2 separate regions of the Hordeum vulgare genome follow, and region 1 is linked to region 2. Evidence: chromatin contacts called from public Hi-C data. All regions are on one chromosome and are shown on one strand. The core of a region is the stretch at or near the end of the contact, and the rest is flanking DNA. Distances in the headings are between cores, read along the strand shown. Region 1 holds the start of LOC123443005 (ABC transporter G family member 31). Region 2 holds the start of LOC123443002 (transcription factor GTE8-like).

Region 1 (3,251 bases), core at 447-2,946, 830 kb after region 2:
AGCATCTTCTTCACCCGTTCTCTTCTTTCTCTCGTTCTTTTCTTCTCTCTCCTGCGCAGGGATGTGCTGCAAGACGACGCGCCATGGTAGAACCGACGACGTGCCATGGGGGACGAGACGAGCCCTAGGGCATGTGATGGGAAGTTGCAACCAGATTCTCGCGGCTACTGCAACCGGGGGGCGGCCCGTGATGCCGGACTGGGGTCTGGTGATGCTGGAACCAGCATCCATGAATGCTACAACCAGCAGCCATGGATGCTACAATCAAAAAGAGACGGACACCGATGCTTCAACCGGACATGGAAAAATGCTTCAACCGGCCTAGGAAAAGTTACAACCGGTGGCGGAAAAAGCTTCAACAGGCATGGTGGAAAATCTTCAGACCCCAATGGAAAAGCTTCAGCCATGAAAAAAAAGCTTCAACATGCATATGAAAAGCTTCAACCGGCGGTAAGAAAAGCTTCAACCAACATAGGAAAAGCTTCAACCGGCGATGAGAAAAGCTTCAATCGGCGGTGAGAAAATCTCCAACCGACATAGAAAAAGCTTCAACCGGCGGTAAGAAAAGTTTCAAGCGGCATAGGAAAAGCTGCAACTGGCTATGAGAAAAGCTTCAATCGGCGGTGAGAAAATCTCCAACCGGCATAGAAAAAGCTTCAACCGGCGGTAAGAAAAGTTTCAAGCGGCATAGAAAAAGCTGCAACCTGCATCGGGAAAAGCTTCAAACGAAGAATGGCTAGCTGACTATGGCGAGCGGTGGCGACGAAGCTGCATGGCGGTGCTGCGATGGACGCATGGCGAGCGGTGGCGACGGAGCTACATGGCGGTGCTGCGATGGACGCATGGCGAGCGGTGGCGACGGAGCTGCATGGCGGTGCTGCGATGGACGCATGGCGAGCGGTGGCGACGGAGCTGCATGGCGGTGCTGCGATGGACGCATGGCGACCGGAGGCGAGGGCGGCGACCGACGAGGACGAGGACCGGCGACCGATGAGAACAATACGGGGCACCAGCGGGCAACCGCCAAGCCGACGAGCTGCTCCGGCGAGCGCCGATGAGATGCTCCGGTGAGCGCCGATGAGATGCTCCGGCGAGCCCGGGGTGTAGGGGCGGGGGTTGATGGCGCTCGCTGCAGTGTCCTCTCGCTCGGATGTGCAACCCTGTCAAGACGATAGAGAAGAAGAACGAAGCGCGAAGGCATATCCGATGGCTATCCGTCGTTTGCAGCTTAAAAATCGTACGGCCCTAGGTTGACCGGCCGAATCGTTCGTGCCGGCGCACCCGCGCAGAGCGGTGCCCAATCCGTAAACGGAGTCGGATGCCTTTAGCGGGTTGGCCTGGCAGTAGATGGGCCGGTGAATGGTGAAAGAGTGAGGTTTAAACACTCCCTAAACGGGCTAGTAAATAAATTTCTAGAAGCGAACTTGCGTATTCTACTTTGATGTAAGTCACTGCAGTACGAGTTGGTGGCCCAAACGGACCAAACCGAACGGTGTAAACCCGAAATCCAGGCTGTCCGCTTCGCCTCTCCCCACCTCTCTCTCTCGTTTTTCCCATCTTCCGCCCCACCGGATCAAAAACCCCAACGATCAAAGAGAGACAAGCGGAGTAGTAGTAGTACCCGCACTGCACAGCGAGGAGAGAGAGCGCGGCGCGCCATAAATGCGGCGAGTCGGTGGATCCAGCCAGCCCCTCCATTGCCACTGTTCGGAGCGAGGACGCCCCTCCATAAATCCCCCTACCACCGAACCACCCACCCCTGCCACCGCCACCATTTGCTGCTATCTACTCCTACTTACTGCTGCTGCGGCGGCGAGGCGGAGAGAGCAGCGGGCAGCGGCTAGGGTTTTGGCGGGCCGGCGGCGATGTGGGCGGCGGAGGCGCCCTTCTCGCGGTCGGGGTCGTGGAGGGAGGCGGAGGACGAGCAGGAGGCGCTGCGCTGGGCCGCGCTGCAGCGCCTCCCCACCGTCGCGCGCGCCAGGAGGGGCCTGCTCAGGTCGCCCGTAGTCGCGCCGCCCGGGGCCGGCGGCCCGGTCGAGGGCGACGACGCGCTCTGCGAGGTCGACGTCGCCGGCCTCTCCTCCGGCGACCGCACCGCGCTCGTCGACCGCCTGCTCGCCGACTCCGGCGACGCCGAGCAGTTCTTCCGCCGCATACGCGCCCGCTTCGACGCGTGAGTACAGCCAAAGCCGGGCATGCTAGTACTACATTTTCTTTGCTCCCCGCATCGGTGCACCATGGCCGTCAGCGTGCCTTCCTCGGTCTCTGCGCGCGCGCGCGCTCTGCAAATCTTCTAGCGGCTGACCACGGGGTCCCGCTGCCGCAACAGTTGGCTGACACGCGGGCCCAACCGGCGCATCCAGCCGCTGCTTGAAAATGGTTTCTCCATCTCCATGCCGCCTGCATGCTTCTAGTGGCACAAGCATGCAGCCTTCTGCTCGAACTTGTTGGAGGAAAAACAAAATCTAGATACGCATAACTGGAACAGCTGACGTGTGGGCCCCACATGCCAGACTTGCGATTGTTGGCTTGCCACTCACCTAGATCGAGCTGCATCGGTTCTGGTTTCCAGCGCAAAAATTGTTGGGTTCTGCTCTGTGCTGAACCCTTTTTCTTTTTTTTTTTGTTCTTCATTTCCGGGATGCAGGGTGCACATAGAGTTCCCCAAGATCGAAGTGAGGTACGAGGACCTGACGGTGGACGCGTACGTGCATGTCGGCAGCAGGGCGCTGCCAACCATCCCCAACTTCATATGCAACATGACAGAGGTAATTGGCCCGTGATCCCCACCCCTCCATCCCAGTTCTCTATGTAGGTGAAAGTAATATCGGTCACGGGTTTCTGTTACTACGATTTAATTACCACCTTGTTTTACCGTGGATCAAACTGGGGTTTCTGCTGTAACTAGGAGTTCTGCCGTCAATCAGTTACAGAAAGCAGAGCAATTACCAATTTATTGGCTGCTAAAAAAAACTGCTCAATTTTTTTTTACCAATTTATTGTCGAGGTTCTTACTTTATTTTCTGTGAAATTAAGGCGTTTCTGAGGCACCTGAGGATCTACAGAGGGGGGAGAATGAAGTTACCTATATTGGACAACATCAACGGGATCATTCGCCCATCAAGGTACAATTGAAGATTAACTGGCGCTTTTCTGGTTCATCGACCAAGCTCTAATGGAGTTCTTCGTGAAAGAGAAGTTACTTCTGACAAATTTGATGTTCTTTCCTTGCTGCAGAATGACACTGCTTT
Region 2 (3,406 bases), core at 873-3,372:
CAGGCTCAGAACCTGAGTGCACAAAAAGGACGATCTCTAACAACTGCATTGATGGCGTTGAAGTTAATTCTATTGAGAACCTCAAAGGGTACATGATAAAATACCTCTGCAGGGATTTGTGGACGAGTGACTGAGGCCAGAAACATTCACAGCCTCATTCTCAGAAGGCTGAGATTTTGTCTGCTGATGATCTCTTTCTTGCAAATACGCGTCAACATGCCTCTTCAGTTCAAATAATACTTCATCACTGAGTGCATGGATATCAATCTCTATCTCTCCATCCCCAATGTGCTCTGCTTTGTTGTCAATACACTGCTGTAACAAATCAATGATGTGACCAGGTAATTCTTCTGGGCCCTCGGTCAAAGAAGTTAAGCAGTCTCCAAAGGTTTCTCTCTCCTTGGATGTCATCTTTGGCTTCACAATCTCAGTTAGCCTGACAGGGTCTATTGATAGGTTACTTCGGTCCACAGGAGGGGTCTTCCTCCTCTTTGAGTCAGCCCTATCAGCCTCAACATGTGGCTTAGTGGCGGCAGTAGCTAACTTCTTCTCAACTGTTCTCCATCTGGACTCAAACATTTTATTCAGTTGAATGGCCAGATCATGCACTACATGCCCTCGAGGATTATAAGTTATCGCATTGTTAAAGGTCAGCCTGACATCAGCTGCAAAATCATATGGACTTGCGTAGGAACCAGAATCTAGCTTCTTCTTGATGGTCCCAAGGTCCATCGGGTGCTTGATAATGTCATTATAATCTGGAAGGTTCAGCTTTTCCACGTCTACTGGATCATTAAAAATATGACTACATTTCTGAGTCATCAGCTTCTTAAGGATAGCTTCGCACTGCTTCAGAATTGTAGCTTCAGGCAACACTGTAGACGTTTCAGGCCGGGGTTTTGTTGGCAAGAAGCGTCCCTTGGCACCACGGACAACATGGCTTCCCCGTTGCACTTTTTTAGATCTAGGGGCAGCTGACGATGAGAACGCAGGTGCTTTGCTGACAGGCATGATGGACAAAAACTCTGGCTTCTTGAGGAGTTCTCGAACCGAATCAAGCTCTGTCCGGAATCTCTTCCGAAGGTAGCGCCGCTCAGACGACGACATCTTAGACGGGACAAAGATCTCTCGCTTGACATCAAAGCCATCACTATTAAGGCTGATGCACTTGCGTTTTGGCACAGAGAAATCTTCCGAGCCAACACGAACAGGGCTGCCTGACTCACCCACAGTCTCTGCGTAACCCGCGCCACGGTAGGCTATTTCATCATAACTCCGTTTAGTCTGAATCTGCGGGCCAGACTCCATGCGGACCGTTGGTCCCATGTAACCAGGCGCCAGCGAGGCGCGGATCTGCAGAATAACGACAAACAGCTTCAGAAACCAAATTCAAATCTCTTGCCGGTTGAAACGAAAGCACACAAACCGAGATTTACATGCTGTGCAGCAAAACCCTAACATTACACCTGGCCCTGGGACCAATCCGTGCCAAGCGAGCCTATGTCATGGCTTGAAAGCGGGATATGGCAGCATCATTTGTTATGTTTTTACTAGTGAAATCAGTCAGATCTAAATCCAGACAGAAGCTACAAATGCACATGTCAACGAATGAAATTCAGATTGGAAGGGGATTAATTCACCTTAGGCTTGGAGATTGAGGTCGTTGGCATCTGGAACGAGACCGTGGGGCGCCCCGTGATCCCCTGCCCGGCGTCAACGCCCTCGGCGGCTGTGGCTCGAGGACAGATCCGCCGCTGTGGCTCGACGGTGAGCCGGCTAGCGCCTCCGCCCTCTGCCTACTGTGGGCAGGACTGCCGCCGGGTCACCGTGCGGGCGGGCCACGGGGCCTCCTGGGAGCGGGACGGCGAGCGGCCGCGGCGTGGATTCTCCGGGCTCCGGCCGCGGCGTCGGGTGAGACGGGAGGTGCAGGGTGCGATGCGGTGGGCGTCCGTGGCTGCTTATCCTTTTCCTCGACGAAGCGACCGAGCCCGAACCCCTTGTCCTCGCCGAAGCGACCGAGCCCGAACCCAAAGTAGAGTCGGTTCCTGCGCACGAGTCCAGTCTAGACCCGAAGTGGACCGGAGCTGAGAAGAGCGGAGCGAAACGGTACGATTCGATGCGACTTGACGCGCGGGGGACGGGCGCTCCCTCTAGGTGGGTATTTATAGGAGAGGCGGGGTGCGGTGGGCGGTGCGTGCCGGATCGTGGCCGTCGGTTCGCGGGGATCGGACGGGCAGAGGGGGAGATGTAGGCGCGGGGCCCGCCGGGACCGGCGTGACGTGGAGCGGAGCGCGCTTTGACTTTCTTCCAGAAGGTTTCTGGTTTGGAGAAGGATCGCGCGCTGTCCGACGATGTACCGTGGGGCGACGAGGTTTCCGGGCCCGCGTGTCATTGGGGTTGGGTAGGTTTCGTTCGGTCCCGTGCTGTTTGGGGAGCAGCCGTCTTTTGTCCGGCACGCGGGATCTGGGTGCGGGTGACGGCCTGCTGGATTTGGGGAGCGGTGTGACTTGGAGGTGAAGGCTGGTGACACGTGGAAGCAGGTGGGTCTTGAGACTCCTTTGTCTGCCTGCTGGGTGTTTCTCTCTTGTGAAGTGGAGCGACGGATTTCTTCTCGTCAAAAATGAAGCGAGCAAACCACGTACGGGATAGGAAAATTCCTATTTACCGTTGGATCATCAAAACTATTAGAGTAAAACGAGATTAAACGAAAGTGAATGGATGATTAGTCATGTTTCTATTCTTTATTTTAATAATAAAGCAATTAGTGTTTCTGTCGTTCGTCATTAATACTATCCCTAAAGTTGATATAAATTACCCACTATGCCACCCATAAGTAAAAAACGTTTCAGATTTTCCCACAGTTGCAGTTTGGTTTGTTATTATAAAGAGATGATACGAAAAGAGAGCACAGACACTCGTCCGCCATAGTGACTAAGGCATTGTTGTTCTACGTAGGTGACCAGCGTTTGATCCCCATCCTGTACAGTTTTTCCTTTCAATCCTTTTCTCACGCAGTGTCCTCCCTTCATGAGCCAGGCCGGCGTGTGCGGGGTTGGACTCTTTTATTTTTGTTCGTTTTTCTTTCTTCTTTTCTCATTTTGTTCTCATATTTCTACTCCCCCGTTTTTAAATATAAGACATTTTTGAGATTTCACTAGAACACTATATACGGAGCAAAATGAGTGAATCTACACTATAAAATATGTCTACATGCATCCGTATATAGTTTATGGTGTAATTTTTATTAGGTCTTATATTTAGAAATGGAGGGAGTATAAATTAATTCGGCATATCTAAATTTCCAAAGTGGTGAATTATAAAAATGTTCGCAAAATTATAAATTGTATGTGAATTCAATTTTTTTTAGGAAATCATAAAAGTTTCGTGGATTCAAACAATATTGGTG

Evidence for each region. Hi-C and Micro-C count contacts between places; a contact is called where the count stands out from the background.
Region 1: a Hi-C map of leaf shows a contact between it and region 2, with 5 times the contacts expected there. The contact joins the promoter of LOC123443005 here to the promoter of LOC123443002 in region 2. A contact is called at or near these places in 2 of 6 Hi-C or Micro-C datasets (leaf and seedling).

The regions. Positions count from the first base shown.
Region 1 is chr3H:69,776,490-69,779,740 of MorexV3_pseudomolecules_assembly, forward strand. LOC123443005 (ABC transporter G family member 31) reads left to right here and starts at 1,697. Exons shown (of 24, transcript XM_045119214.1): 1 at 1,697-2,173; 2 at 2,648-2,768; 3 at 3,037-3,125; 4 at 3,238-3,251. The coding sequence starts at 1,866.
Region 2 is chr3H:68,946,070-68,949,475 of MorexV3_pseudomolecules_assembly, forward strand. LOC123443002 (transcription factor GTE8-like) reads right to left here and starts at 2,123. Exons shown (of 10, transcript XM_045119210.1): 1 at 1,641-2,123; 2 at 105-1,353; 3 at 1-12. The coding sequence starts at 1,670.